Linked DNA regions of Nomascus leucogenys: region 2 is linked to region 1. The links are chromatin contacts, called in public Hi-C maps. All regions are on one chromosome and are shown on one strand. Each heading gives the region's core, a stretch centred on a gene start, on an enhancer-like site or on the middle of the called end of the contact. The rest is flanking DNA. Distances are from core to core; before and after follow the strand shown. Region 1 has its middle 17 kb from the start of MMP14. Region 2 overlaps DAD1 (dolichyl-diphosphooligosaccharide--protein glycosyltransferase subunit DAD1).

What was found. Hi-C and Micro-C count contacts between places; a contact is called where the count stands out from the background.
Region 2: a contact with region 1 is called in a Hi-C map of a lymphoblastoid cell line, with 8 times the contacts expected there. The contact joins two enhancer-like sites.

The regions. Positions count from the first base shown.
Region 1 is chr22a:40,459,619-40,466,620 of Asia_NLE_v1, forward strand. No RefSeq gene overlaps it. Among named protein-coding and RNA genes, the nearest start is that of MMP14, 17 kb to the right of the region's middle. Within about 2 kb of position 3,758, the one cell type or tissue checked has an H3K27ac peak away from gene starts, as active enhancers do. A contact at or near this core is called in a lymphoblastoid cell line, where this site is marked.
Region 2 is chr22a:40,734,263-40,740,660 of Asia_NLE_v1, forward strand. It overlaps DAD1 (dolichyl-diphosphooligosaccharide--protein glycosyltransferase subunit DAD1), which reads left to right. Exons shown (of 3, transcript XM_003260920.4): 3 at 1,340-1,572. Among named protein-coding and RNA genes, the nearest start is that of DAD1, 26 kb to the left of the region's middle. Within about 2 kb of position 4,764, the one cell type or tissue checked has an H3K27ac peak away from gene starts, as active enhancers do. A contact at or near this core is called in a lymphoblastoid cell line, where this site is marked.

The DNA of each region.
Region 1 (7,002 bases), core at 2,508-5,007:
AAAACAATGTCTAGCACACAGTAGGTATTCAATAAATGCTTTTTGAGTGAATGAATCAGTGACCACTAGTGACAGGCATCACATAGATTATGTCTTTTAATCTACTCAACTACCCTTTGTATTATTAGCTCCATGTTAAAGGTGAGGAAACTGAAGCTCCAGCAGGATATATAACTTGCTGAAGGTCCCAACCAGTAAGTAGTAAAGACTAGATTCACACACTAATTGCCAAGTCCAGAGCCCTTGTTCCTAGCTACTACGTGTTACTGCCTCCCCATGTACTGGAAGCCACATTATAAAAGATTAGTAAAATGAAATAATGCAGAGGAAGGTGACAGGAATGTTGAAATGTCTCTAAGTCATGTCATATGATAAGCTGTTTATGAAACTAGAAAGGCTTTTCAACTAAAGGAAAGCTTAACCTTTATTTTATTTATTTATTTATTTTTTGAGACAGGGTCTTACTCTGTTGCCCAGGCTGGAGTGCAGTGGCACGATCATGGCTCACTGCAACCTTTACCTCCTAGGCTTAAGCAGTCCTCCCACCCCAGCCTGCCAAGTAGTTGGGACTACAGCCCGGCGCCACTATGCCTGACTAATTTTTGTATTTTTTGGTAGAGACGGGTTTTCACCATGTTGCCCAGGATGATCTCGAACTCCTGAGCTTAAACAATTCTCCCACCTTGGCTTCCCAAAGTGCTGGAATTACAGGCGTGAGCTACTGCACCCGGCTGGAGAGCTTAACTTTAGTGAAAACTAGATTCAAATATTTGACAAGCTGTAGTGTAGAACAATAATTTGTTTATTCTGTATACTCTGAAGGCCAGAAACTGGAATTAATGGAGCAAATAAAGTCAGTCTACTTCCTGCTTGAGGTACAGAGGCTAAGGGCAAGTGTTGATATAGAGGGATACCTGTCTGGGGCCATCAGTACTCCTTGACAACTCTGTGACTCATCAGTTTCAGGATGGCTCACTTCACAGAAGACAAGGGCAAAGGGAGCTTATTGAAGTAAGTTGTCTCACTTTGTTGCCAGGCTGGAGTGCAGTGGCACAATCTGGGCTCACTGCAACCTCTGCCTCCTGGGTTCAAGCGATTCTCCTGCCTCAGCCTCCCGAGTAGCTGGGACTAGAGGTGTGCGCCATCGTGCCCAGCTAATTTTTGTATTTTTAGTAGAGATGGGGTTTTACCATGTTGGCCAGGATGGTCTCGATCTCTTGACTTCATGATCGGCCTCCCAAAGTGCTGGGATTACAGGCATGAGCTCGTGAACCACCGCACCTGGCCAGGCTTTTTTTTTTTTTTTTTTTTTCTTGAGACAGAGTTTTTTGCTCTTGTCGTGCAGGCTGGAGTGCAATGGCGTGATGTCGGCTGACTGCAACCACTGCCTCCTGGGTTCAAGCAATTCTCCTTCCTCAGCCTCCTGAGTAGCTAGTATTACAGGCATGCGCCACCATGCCCAGCTAATTTTTGTATTTTTAGTAGAGACAAGATGGAGTTTCACCATGTTGGCCTGGCTGGTCTCGAACCCCTGACCTCAGGTGATCCACCAGCCTCGGCCTCCCAAAGTGCTGGGATTACAGGTGTGAGCCACCATGCCTGGCCCACAAAGGCCTTTTATGGAACAATTTTGGCAAATGTCTGGGTTAGAATACAGATTTAGAGGTTAGGTTAAAAAGAAATGACTGGCCAGTCGCGGTGGCTCACGCCTGTAATCCCAGCACTTTGGGAGGCTGAGGCGGGTGGATCATAAGGTCAGGAGTTCAAGACCAGCCTGACCAACATGGTGAAACCCCGTCTCTACTAAAAACGCAAAAAAATTAGCTGGGTGTGGTGGTGCGTGCCTGTAATCCCAGCTACTCAGGAGACTGAGGCAGGAGAACTGCTTGAACCCCGGGAGGCGGAGGTTGCAGTGAGCCGAGATCTGTCTCAAAAAAAAAAAAAAAAAAATGACCAGTGAAGGAATATAGACAGCTTTTAAAAACTTTTGCTTGCAGCCAGGCATGGTGGCTCATTCCTGTAATCTCAGCGCTTTGGGAGGCTGAGGTGGAAGGATCAGTTGAGTCCAGAAGTTTGAGACCAGCCTGGGAAACATAGTAAGACCCCTTCTCTACAAATAATAAAAAATTAACCAGGCATGGTGGTAGATGTCTGTAGTTCCAGCTACTCAGGAGGCTGAGGCAGCAGAATTGCTTGAGCTTAGGAAGTCGAGGCTGCAATGAGCCATGATTGTGCCACAGCACTCAGCTTGAGTAACAGAGTGAGACCCTGTCTTAAAAACAAAACAAAACAAAACAAAAAACAAAAAAAAAAACCAACAACAAAATTTCTATGTTTGAAGGGAGAGATGGAACTGAAGGCCTACACTTGGTTTTGGGAGCTGGCTTCCTTGTGCTTTGGAAGAGAATAAGATGCAGTTCAATGGTTTTTTTGTTTGTTTTTTTGAGACAGAGTGTCGCTTTGTTGCCAGCTTGAGTGCAGTGGCACGATTGCAGCTTACTGCAATCTCCGCCTCCTGGGTTCAAGCGGTTCTCCTGGCACAGCCTCCCAAGTAGCTGGCACTACAGGCGCGCGCCACCACGCCCAGCCAATTTTTGTATTTTTAGTAGAGACGGAGTTTCACCATGTTGGGCAGAATGGTCTCGATCTCTTGACCTCAGGTGGTCCACCCACTTTGGCCTCCCAAAGTGCTGGGATTACAGGCGGGAGCCACCACACCCAGCCGCAGTTCAATTTTTTATGTGGGGTGGGGACACCCCTCAGAAATTTGAGTGTAACCTCAAATCATGTCCATTTTTTGAGCCTCTGGTATATTAAAAAATTAAGGCTGGGCCCAGTGGCTCATGCCTGTAATCCCAACACTTTGGGAGGCTGAGGGGGGCGGATTACCTGAGGTCAGGAATTTGAGACCAGCCTAGCCAACATGGTGAAACCCCATCTCTACTAAAAATACAAAAATTAGCCAGGCATGGTGGCAGGTGCCTGTAATCCCAGCTACTCAGGAGGCTGAGGCAGGAGAATCGCTTGAATCCGGGAAATGAGGTTGCAAATGAGCCGACATTGTGCCACTGCACTCCAGCCTGGGTGACAGAGCCAGACTTGGTCTAAATAATAATAATAATAACAACTAAGAAATGCTAAGATGGTTTTGATAATACTTGGTATATTTAAACATTTAACAAATAAAAACTTGGTACAAACAACACAGCTATATAGTACTATTTACAAGAACCAACAGGAATTTTTTTAACTACAAAATTAGAAATTTGAGGGCCTTTATAAATGTGAGGCTGAGACCAAAGGATTCTCATGGCACCAGGGTGAAGACGAGGACAGGGGCATGGGTGCAGGTTAGAGGTCCCTCAAGAGGTGTGGGTGTTATCTCCAAAAGCCTCAGGGAATTGGCACAGAAATATCCTACTCTTAGATAAAGGGGACACAGGGGCCTGCTTGTCTTGGTCAGAGGGAGTTCTGTGATAGCATTCTGCAGTCCAGGAGTGCAGAGTCTCACCTGGACTCTTACCCTGTGACCCCGGGGACAGGCATCCTGGAGTGATTCGTGTCTGAGGCGCCCACAGGGGGGCAGTGTGACAACTCAGAGGCGCTCCAAGGAGAGGGCACAGAAGTGCCAAGCTTCCTCCCTCCCGCGGACCATCTGTCCTGTATCACCCGCCACCCCCCCACTCCCTCTCCTTTCCTGGAGTTAGTGAGGGCTGCCCACCAACCTCCACACAGGGACAGCAGACGGAAACTCTGACGTTTCCCTCTCTGCAGCTGGAAAGCTAAGAGCAGCTTGTCTGCCCGTCTCGCCCAGAGTCCCGCCCCTTTAAGTACAGGTGTCCAAGGTGGAAACATGGAAAGTGGAACAGGGGAAAGAACAGGCTGGTAGTACCCGTGGCCCTGGTGGGACTGGCTTTGCCTCTACCTCTCAGTTCCCTAGGTTCGGTTTGCAGTCCCAACATCCAGCACAAGGGGGCGCTATCACCCTGCAAACCCTGCCCCGCGGGTCTCGTACATGGAGTGGGCGCAGCCATAGAGAGTGGGATGTGTTCCTCTAAGTCCCTTACCCAGCTGTCCTCCACTCAGAACCTACATGCAATCTTGTGCAGGGATGAGGTGGGGAGATCTCTGGAGCACAGGCCAGCAAAGCAGAGAAGAGTTTGGGGAATCTGACATAGAGCTTAGAGGGATATAGGGAAGAGAGGCCTCCTGGCTGGGCCCTCCAGGTCAGAGTCTAGGTGTGGGCTGGGCTGGGAGTGCGAGCCAAAGGCTGGGTATTTCCAGAAGAGTTGGGTCAACACAACCTGACACCAGCCACTCCCAGATTAAGGGCAGGCAGGGAGTGGAGAGTTGACACCTAAGGGGGAGGGGATGGGGCCTACAGGGACAAAGCAGGAGCTCTGGGGGTATGAACCTCTTTACCTCAATATATTTTTCTTTTTTAAAACCTTTTAAAGATTGAGGTGATGGTTGGTCTAAAGGTAGTGTGTTATCTCAACTGATTGCTCACAGTCAGTTACAGATCAAACTCCTTCTTCTGTTCTTTTCCCCCTTCTCACTACTGCACTTGACTAATCTAAAAAAAAAAATAATAAGGTAAAATATACCATGAAAGGCCAGGCGCATTGGCTGACGCCTGTAATCCCAGCACTTTGGGAGACTGGGGCGGGCAGATCACGAGATCAGGAGTTTGAGACCTGCCTGGTCAATGTGGTGAAACCCTGTCTCTACTAAAAATACAAAAAAAAAAAAAAAAAAAAAAAAAAATTAGCTGGGTATGGCGGGTGCCTGTAATCCCAGCTACTTGGGAGGCTGAGGCAGGAGAATCGTTTGAACCCGGGAGGTGGAGGTTGCAGTGAGCCGAGATTGCACCATTGCACTCCAGCATGGGCGACAGGGTGAGACTCTGTCTCACACACACAAAAATATATACATATACCATGAGGTTCACAAAGTGCACTAAGTTGAAGTGTTCAGCTCAGTGAGTTATGTATTCACTACTTATGTGTCCATAATGTGTACATATGTATACAATACTTATGTAATCACAACTACCACTGGTAATTCAATTCAACAAATTTTATTGAGTGCCTCCTGTGTGTCTAGCACTATTTTACCCTTTTGTAAGAAAAGGGAGGCTAGAACCTGTTTTCCAGTGGCTGTGATAGGGTTGATATTATGAATTATAGTAATTCCTTGACAGAACTAGACCATCACCTGGTATGAGAGAGCAACATGTGTGATCTACTCACAGTGACCGTCATCTTGGACTCCAGAATGGGAAGAATTGTCTGCCATGTCTGAATATACTAACTCACAGAACTCCAGGGGACAAAACTGGATCCAGGAAATAGAGTCAGGGCAGCCATACTCCTAGCACAGAGTCAGGTGCTGAGCAGGTGAGAGAGCCTTTTGGGGAACTGATCCTGCTCTCTGGCCTGGTGCTACATGTCTCTGTAAGTTGGGCAATGAGTGATGTCTTTGACAAACCAAAGTGAAATGGAGCCTGTTGCGTGTGTATGAATCCACTAGGCCTTCTGACACGCCAGTCTTTTTTCTCAGCTTTGTGGTCAGCCTGGCCTTGCCTCACCCAGACCCCATCCTGCTCCAAGTCAGGGAAGTGCCCCTAGCAGGAAATTGAGTGAGTGAGCAGGATGTGACCCATGATGAGGCAGCTCCCAGACCTGGCTGGTCCCTGAGTCAATGAGCTACTTCGGGCACTCAAAGGAAACCCTTCCGCCCATTCACTACTTCCACCGCCTCTTCTATCACCTCTACCGTCCCTCCCTACCCAGGTGTGGGTATTTGGAGGCAGGGAGCTGGTCTCCTTTTTCTCTAAGTCACAAAGGAATAAGCGACTCTGGGGGCAAATGGCCTCAGCATGGAGACAGAGGAGGCTGCTCCTTGGGGATGCCAGTGACTGCCCTGGCCAGGGGGCTGCCAGTAATCTTGCTTTGGAGCCCCTAGGGCCAGGAATGGTGGCAGGGTAGGACAGAGGGGGCTGGGCCTGGCTGGGGAAGGCTGGCCTGGAAGGAGCTGAGCCATCGGCCCTGGGCCAGGGTGGAAAATATGTGTGTGAGCTCATTTGGAAGGTGGCTTCTGGCCAGTCAGGCCTGCCTCCCTTCCAGGCCCTGGTTGCCCAGCCCCTTGCAGGCGGCCTCCGGTCTCCCTACTTTCACAAGACTGAGAGAGGAGGGCAGAAACCCCTGAGGCTGGGGCTAGCTGTGCAGACTTGAGCTTTTAAAGGAGGTGTACTCAGATTTGGGTTGGTAGGTAGGAAACGGGGACAGGAGCTGCAGGACGAGGGAGCAGCCTTGGCTGGGGTTTCCTTGGGGCCTTTGGGAATGGGCACCACCCCTGAAGCCCCCCGTCCCCCATGCCCTTGCACAGAAACATTCACCCATCCCACCCTTAGCTGCTGCCATTGTCTCATTCCATCCCTTTGGCTTCTGAGTCTTGGTGCCACCTTCCTTCCCTCAGAGTGCGGCTCCTGTCCCCAAGAAGGGAGGCGATGGGCTGGCAAAGTGGGGTCCTTTTCCCTCTGCACTCCTATCCCCCATAATATTGCTGCACAATAAGCAAATACAGCCGGGTGCTCACGCCTGTAATCCCAGCACTTTGGGAGGCCGAGGCAGGCAGATCACCTGAGGTCGGGAGTTTGAGACCAGCCTGACTAACATGGAGAAACCCCGTCTCTACTAAAAATTCAAAATTAGCTGGGCGTGGTGGCTCATGCCTGTAATCCCAGCTACTCAGGAGGCTGAGTCAGGAGAATCACTTGAACCCGGGAGGCGGAGGTTGCAGTGAGCTGAGATCGTGCCATTGCACTCCAGCCTGGGCAACAAGAGTGAAACTCCGTCTCAAAACAACAACAACAACAACAACAAACCATAATAAGCAAATACATATGTGCTGACAGATCCCCAGAACACACACTGCCATGAAAACGCCCAGCTACCCAGGGTCCATGCTGGAAGAGACCCCAAGAGATTGCCAGGATCT
Region 2 (6,398 bases), core at 3,514-6,013, 280 kb after region 1:
ATCCCACCTACTCAGCAGGCTGAAGCAGGAGAATCGCCTGAACCCGGGAGACGGAGGTTGCGGTGAGCCGAGATCACGCCATTGCACTCCAGCCTGGACAACAAGTGCAAAACTCTGTCTTGAAAAAAAAAAAAAGCTGTAATGTTATGTTAGTTTATAGTCTATTGCCAGAGAGTTTGTTTTAAGAAATTTGATGGAATGAATAGGTGAGTCTGAATAGGTCTGTTTGGTTTTGTTTGGCACTATGAACACCTTTTGCTTCCTGTTACTGCTGTTTCTTTTATACATTTCTTATAATACCACTGATTCAGGAATGTTCTGCAATTATGTAGCATTTCTGTAAATACCATTGTTAGTGAAATGAAAGCATTCTGGCTGAAAGTCCAAAATCTCTCCTTTCAGCTCTGTTGCCAGAATCTCCAGGTTACTTACTTGACCCAATATACCAAATAAGGTAGTGCCCTTTTTCCTCCTGGGGCAGCCCGGTTCTTCTGAAAGGTAGTATTTCCCAGCCTTTTTTGAGTCATGGTACACATAGGAGATTGCAGTATTTTTATGGCACACTGGGAAAATCAGTTGCTTATCGCTGGAGACATTGGAGCCCCTAGGGCTGGAGGTCACTTTCCGACCAGACCCGTGCTGGAGTCCAGTAGGTGGGAGGCTGTGCTTTGAGGGACTAAAGGAAGCCTGTATCTTGTGGTGAGGGTTCCACCTCACAGCTTACAGATCTCAGTTCCATTTGGCTCTAGCAGCAATGCAGCCAATTCTGTTGGGGTTACTCTTTCTTCACCTTTTTCTTGCCAAAAATAAACTTATCTTTAAATGAAAACTAAATTATTTTTTGTATTTTGGTCCTTTGTTATAGCTGAGATTGGGAATTTTTCTTTCTTTCTTGAATCCTTACTTCCCTACCCTGCCTCCTCGCTAATGGAAATCTGTGCTTTATAAGCGTTTTAGATTCCAGAAAGCTCTTTAGGTTAAACTACAACCCTCTCACCTCAAAGAATTTGTGGGCCAGAGAAGTCAGAGTGACTTACGTGAAGTCACGTGGCTAATTAATGGTAGAGCTGGAGTTAGAACACACGTCTCCCAGTTCCTAGTTGGTTTTGCCTTGGTGTGCTTGAAATTCAGTTTTGAACATTAATTTTTCTGGATACTACTCCCATAAAATGTTCTGTGAAAAATACTTGCTTCTTTCTCGTTTTTCTCGCCTGGTTTAAATATTGTCCTGAGTGTGGGAACCCCATAACTGTCTCGTGGGTTAGAATTTAGATAGAAGGATTTGGGGCCCTGTCTCTAGTGTCATAAGACATTTAACCTTGCTGCTTTTTTCTTCTAGGTTCACTCTTTGAATTTCCTGGATAAGAGTTCTGGAGATGGCAGCTTGTTGGACACATGGATTTTCTTCAGATTTGCACTTACTGCTAGTTCTGCTTTTTATGCAGGAGAAAAGCCCAGAGTTCACTCTGTGTCAGAACAACTTTCTAACAAACATTTATTAATCCAACCTCTGCCTTTCATTAAATGTAACCTTTTGCCTTCCAAATTAAAGAACTCCATGCCACTCCTCCATATGCCTCTGGCTCTGTTTTTATTCTTTACTGGTATCAGAATCCATTTTTTCCTCTTCAGTCCTCTGTGCTGAACTCTTTATGAGTTGGTAACTTACAGCTGTGAACCTGCCTCCTTGTTTTCATTAAGTGTATTTGAAGTTAATGGCAAAAGGCAGTGCTGACAACCCTGGGAAATGGCAGTCCTTTGTCTTCTTCCTGGAGCAGGTAATCCTTTACTAATCCTTCGATTGTTACAGGTGCTTCCACTCTTATGACAGTGCATTCCTGGAACTGCATCATTAAGCACCTTGCTAGAAATTGAACTAAGTATGTGCTTCCACATTTACATCTGTTTCAACATGTTTTAGTGGTAAAAGTGAAATATGTTTCTCTTAGGCAATGTAGACAGAGTGAAAAATGGGGGTTATGTATGTGTTGACTTATAAGATACAATATTCTCCAAAGCACCTTCACAAATATTCTCTCATTTTATTCTTGCAATTATCTTAGGGGTTCCTGTCCTCAGTTAAGTGAGGAAATTGAAACTCAGATTTGTGACTTGCTTAAGATCAGAGTTCATGACAAAGCTTGGGTGGAAGCTGAAGTCTGGGCATATCGATGTGTGTCATACTCGCAGCCCTGTTTTCATCTTGGGTGCTGTCGGGTTGCTATATATGGGGCGGAAGCTATGTTGAGAATGCCACTACTTAAATTTAGCCAACTACCGAGAATGATGAGTTGCGAGCTTCTCTAACTTGGCTGCACGTTAGCATGGCTTGGGTAATGTAAAAAGAAAATCCCAACGTCCAGGCCACACCCCACACCCCACACCAATTAAGTAAAAATCTCTTGGGGTGGCATCTGTAGTTTGTAAAGCTACCCAGGTGATTCCAGAGCACAGCAAATTGGAGAAACACTGCTCTGGATTCTTGCTACTCAAAATGTAGTCATTGACTACCAGTATTGGCATCGCCTGGGAGCACAGGCCTCACCCCAAACCTACAGAAGCAAAATCTTCATTTTAACAAGGTCCTCAGGTGATTTATGTGCACAATAAGATTTGAGAAGCCCTAATCTAGAGCAGTGGTTCTCAAATTTTGGCGTGTCTCAAGATTACCTAGGAACTTGGTGAAAAGCTTGGGCCTGTATGTTCCTTACTAGCTCTCTGCCTAACTGATAACACACTGAGTCAGGAGTCCGCAAGCTTTTCCTTAAACAAATGGGCATGGCTATGTTCCACTGTCACTTTATTTATGAAAATTGGCTGTGGCTATGTGGGTCATGGTTTGCCATTCTTAAGTGATACTAGTTCACCGAGATTATGATTGAGCAGTTTAATCTGCACTTTTTTTTCTTTTTGTGAGACAGAGTTTTGCTCTTGTTACCCAGGCTGGAGTGCAACGGTGTGATCTTGGCTCACTGCAACCTCCGCCTCCTGGGTTCAAGCGATTGTCCCACCCCAGCCTCCCGAGTAGCTGGGATTATAGGCGCACACCAACATGCCCGGCTAATTTTTGTATTTTTAGTAGAGAAAGGGTTTCTCCATGTTGGTCAGGCTGGTCTCAAACTCCTGACCTCAGGTGATCCGCCCACCTCAGCCTCCCAAAGTGCTGGGATTATAGGCGTGAGCCACCGTGTCTGGCCTAATCTGTTTTAAAACTTATATACAGATGTCACAGACCTTATCAGGAGGCTTCTGGATAATTTTTATTCTAGAGAAATTGGAATTTTGAATAAGAAAAGCATCTGGACTTTGAGACACGGGTTGAAAACTGGGAATAAGAGTAATTTTATGAAGGAAGACATTGTAATTGCAGAGTCTTTAATACATAGGTTTTGTTTAATTTTTCATAATGATCTTGAGATACATGGGACAGGTATTAAATTCCCATTTACTAGATCAGCTATTGTCTCAGAGGTTGTGATTTACCCAAGCCAGTTACCATCAACAGGAAACATTCTTCTTTGGTGTGTCTTTTTAATATTTGCTTTGGGGCTAAAACCTACAGACTGCTTTCGGAGTCTTGGGATTAGATTTAGTTAAAGGCTCATTATAGGTAACTTGTTTTTATGCTTCTGTTGATTTGCTTTATGGTTCTCAATTTGACATGTACTGAAGAATTAGCTGTGGACCTGTGAGTAGCCGCTGCACTCCAGCCTGGGCAACAGTGTGAGACCCTGTTCTTAAAAGAGGCCAGGCATGGTGGTTCATGCCTGTAATCCCAGCACCTTGGGAGGCCGAGGTGGGCGGATCACCTGAGGTCAGGAGACCAGCCTGACCAATATGATGAAACCCCGTCTCTACTAAAAATACAAAAATAGGCCAGGCGTGGTGGCATGAGCCTGTAATCTCAGCTACTCAGGAGTCTGAGACAGGAGAATCGCTTGAACCCAGTAGGCGGAGGTTGCAGTGAGCCGAGATTGTGCCATTGCACTCCAGCCTGGGCAACGGAAGCGAAACTTCGTCACACACACACACACACACAAAAGACAACGCTGAAAAAGTGCCAGGCGAGCGGTGGCTTACACCTGTAATCCCAGAAATTTGGGAGGCCAAGGTGGAAGAATGGCTTGAACCCAGGAGTTCAAGACCAGCCTGGGCAACACAGTGAGTCCCTGTCTCTACAAAAATTAAAAAAATTAGCTGGGCGTGGCAGTGCACCTCTGTAGTCCCGGCTACTCGGGAGGCTGAGTTTGGAGAGTCACTTGAGCCCTGGAGGTAGAGACTGCATGATCGCACCACTGCACTTCAGCCTGGGCAACAGAACGAGACCCTGTCTTGAACTTAAAGACACACGCCGAAGCCCCATTGCGTTTCTGATTCTTAGGTGTTTTTTCAGCTTAAGTATGTTGAAGGAGTTGATTTTGAGTACTACTGCATGGAGAGTGAGGTAGACCCTAGCATTTCCTGCTTCCCCTTGCTCAACACCTCTATGGGGTGGTTTATTTTTATTTTCTGTGCTCTTTTATGGGGCCGGAAGCCATTCACCACAAACACTGTGGAAAGTCTATTCCCTGCCATTCTTTGCAGTGGTGGGAAGCCCAGCCCTGAGCACCTCCTGCCCACACATTTCCTGGCCCCTATCACATGGAAACCATCTCTCTTGTTTTCTTCTCTGAGCAGCCTATACCTTCGGCCTCTTGTGATCACATTCTTTCATCTTGGGCTTCAAAACACTTTTGTTGTGATGGCTAGAAAATACTTGGGGAGGTCACAGAGGCGTGCTCCCTGGTGTTGGAGGTTATAGAGGCCAGGGAGCTTGTTTACAAACTTAGCGGGAGACTCTGCTGCTCTCCTATCTTGTTGGGTTGCAGCTCAGCTCTGGGCGTCTATAATAAAAGTTTGAGTGTGAAATGACTTAATAACTACAGTTAATGTAAAAGTTTTTTAACAAATATAAAAATTGGATTTCTCCTGTGGGAGAAAACACTTTCTAGAGCAAGGATCTTAGAGGAGAGAGTAGGAAAAAAGTGGGAGGAAGCTTATGAAGGACTAAACAAAATATTTTATTTGCTTACATTGATTTTATAGGTAGGTCCAAGTTCTGTCAATGGGATTTTAAAAAAGTATTTTCAAACCACCAGAGAGGCAGCCTGGTGTTGCGGAAAACACTTTGATCTGAAAGTGTTGATTCAAGGACTTGTTCTGCCGCTTACTGTCTGTTGACCTTTTGTCTCTAAAATTTAGCAAATAATTACACACTTAGGCTCTGTGCTAGGTAGTGCCTGGCATTAGGAAAGAGAAGACACAGCCCTTCCTGTCCAGGAGTGAGTGAGCGTGGACCACATGTCCGGCAAACTGTTAAGCGCCCTCCTGTTACTTAATGTTTCCCTATCATTGCGTGAAGGAGGTGGGCGGCATTCTTACTTTCCTGATGAGGAAATGGAGACTCAGTTAGCAAGTGTTAGGTTTGAATCTTATTTCTGTCTAGCTGAAAGCGGTTAGGCTTTGAATGAGATAAATCATAAAATAAGCATGGGGATAATAATACTTCATACTGTGGTTATCCCAACAAAACGTAGGTGAAAATATCTGAATGTAATTGCTCTACAAATGTATCATTCCTTTCAGTGCTCACCAGAAGCTCTGAGGATTCCATGACGTACTGCTTTTCTCCCTCAGCTGCACATCCATTTCACTGACTTTTAGCTAAAGCACTGTGGTGGCCAATGGCAGGCCTGGCTCTTCCTGGGAGAAGGGGAGAGACCTCCCTAGGAGCCCCCTTTGAGACCTGCTATTCAGGCCTATTAAATCCCAGGGATAAACAACTTTGTTTTTCACTTTTAATTGAAATTTCCCCTCATGCGTGCGTATACACGCACGTGAAGAAGCTAGCAAGCTCCCATATGTCTTAACAGCTTCAGTGATTATCAACATTTAACCCCAATCTAGTGTCAGGGTATAAATAAGAGACATCTGATGGCAGAGCTCATTCTTTCGTTATTACTCCTTCCTTTAAATTTTTGCTTACTATGAGTTAAGTGCTACAGAAGTGATCAGAACGGACAAGGCACCTCGCTTTCTGAGCCTTAAATTCCAGTAGGGAAGAGAGCCAAATTATTACATAAATGAAATAATTTTGTCGTGAGTGGAGTGAAGGAAAGAAAGTAAACAATATAATGTGACAGCAAATGCTTAGAGTGGCTAGGAAGGACCTCTCTGACCAGGTGACCTTTAGGCTGAGATCTGACAGCTAAGAGTCAGCGAAGGGACCAGCCATGGGGAGTGTGTCTGGATATTAGTTATCCCCATTGGCATATGCTTGTGTAGTGGATAAGTATTGCTTCGAGACCACAAACATCACTTTTTTTTTTTTGATGGAGTCTTGCTCTGTCGCCCAGGCT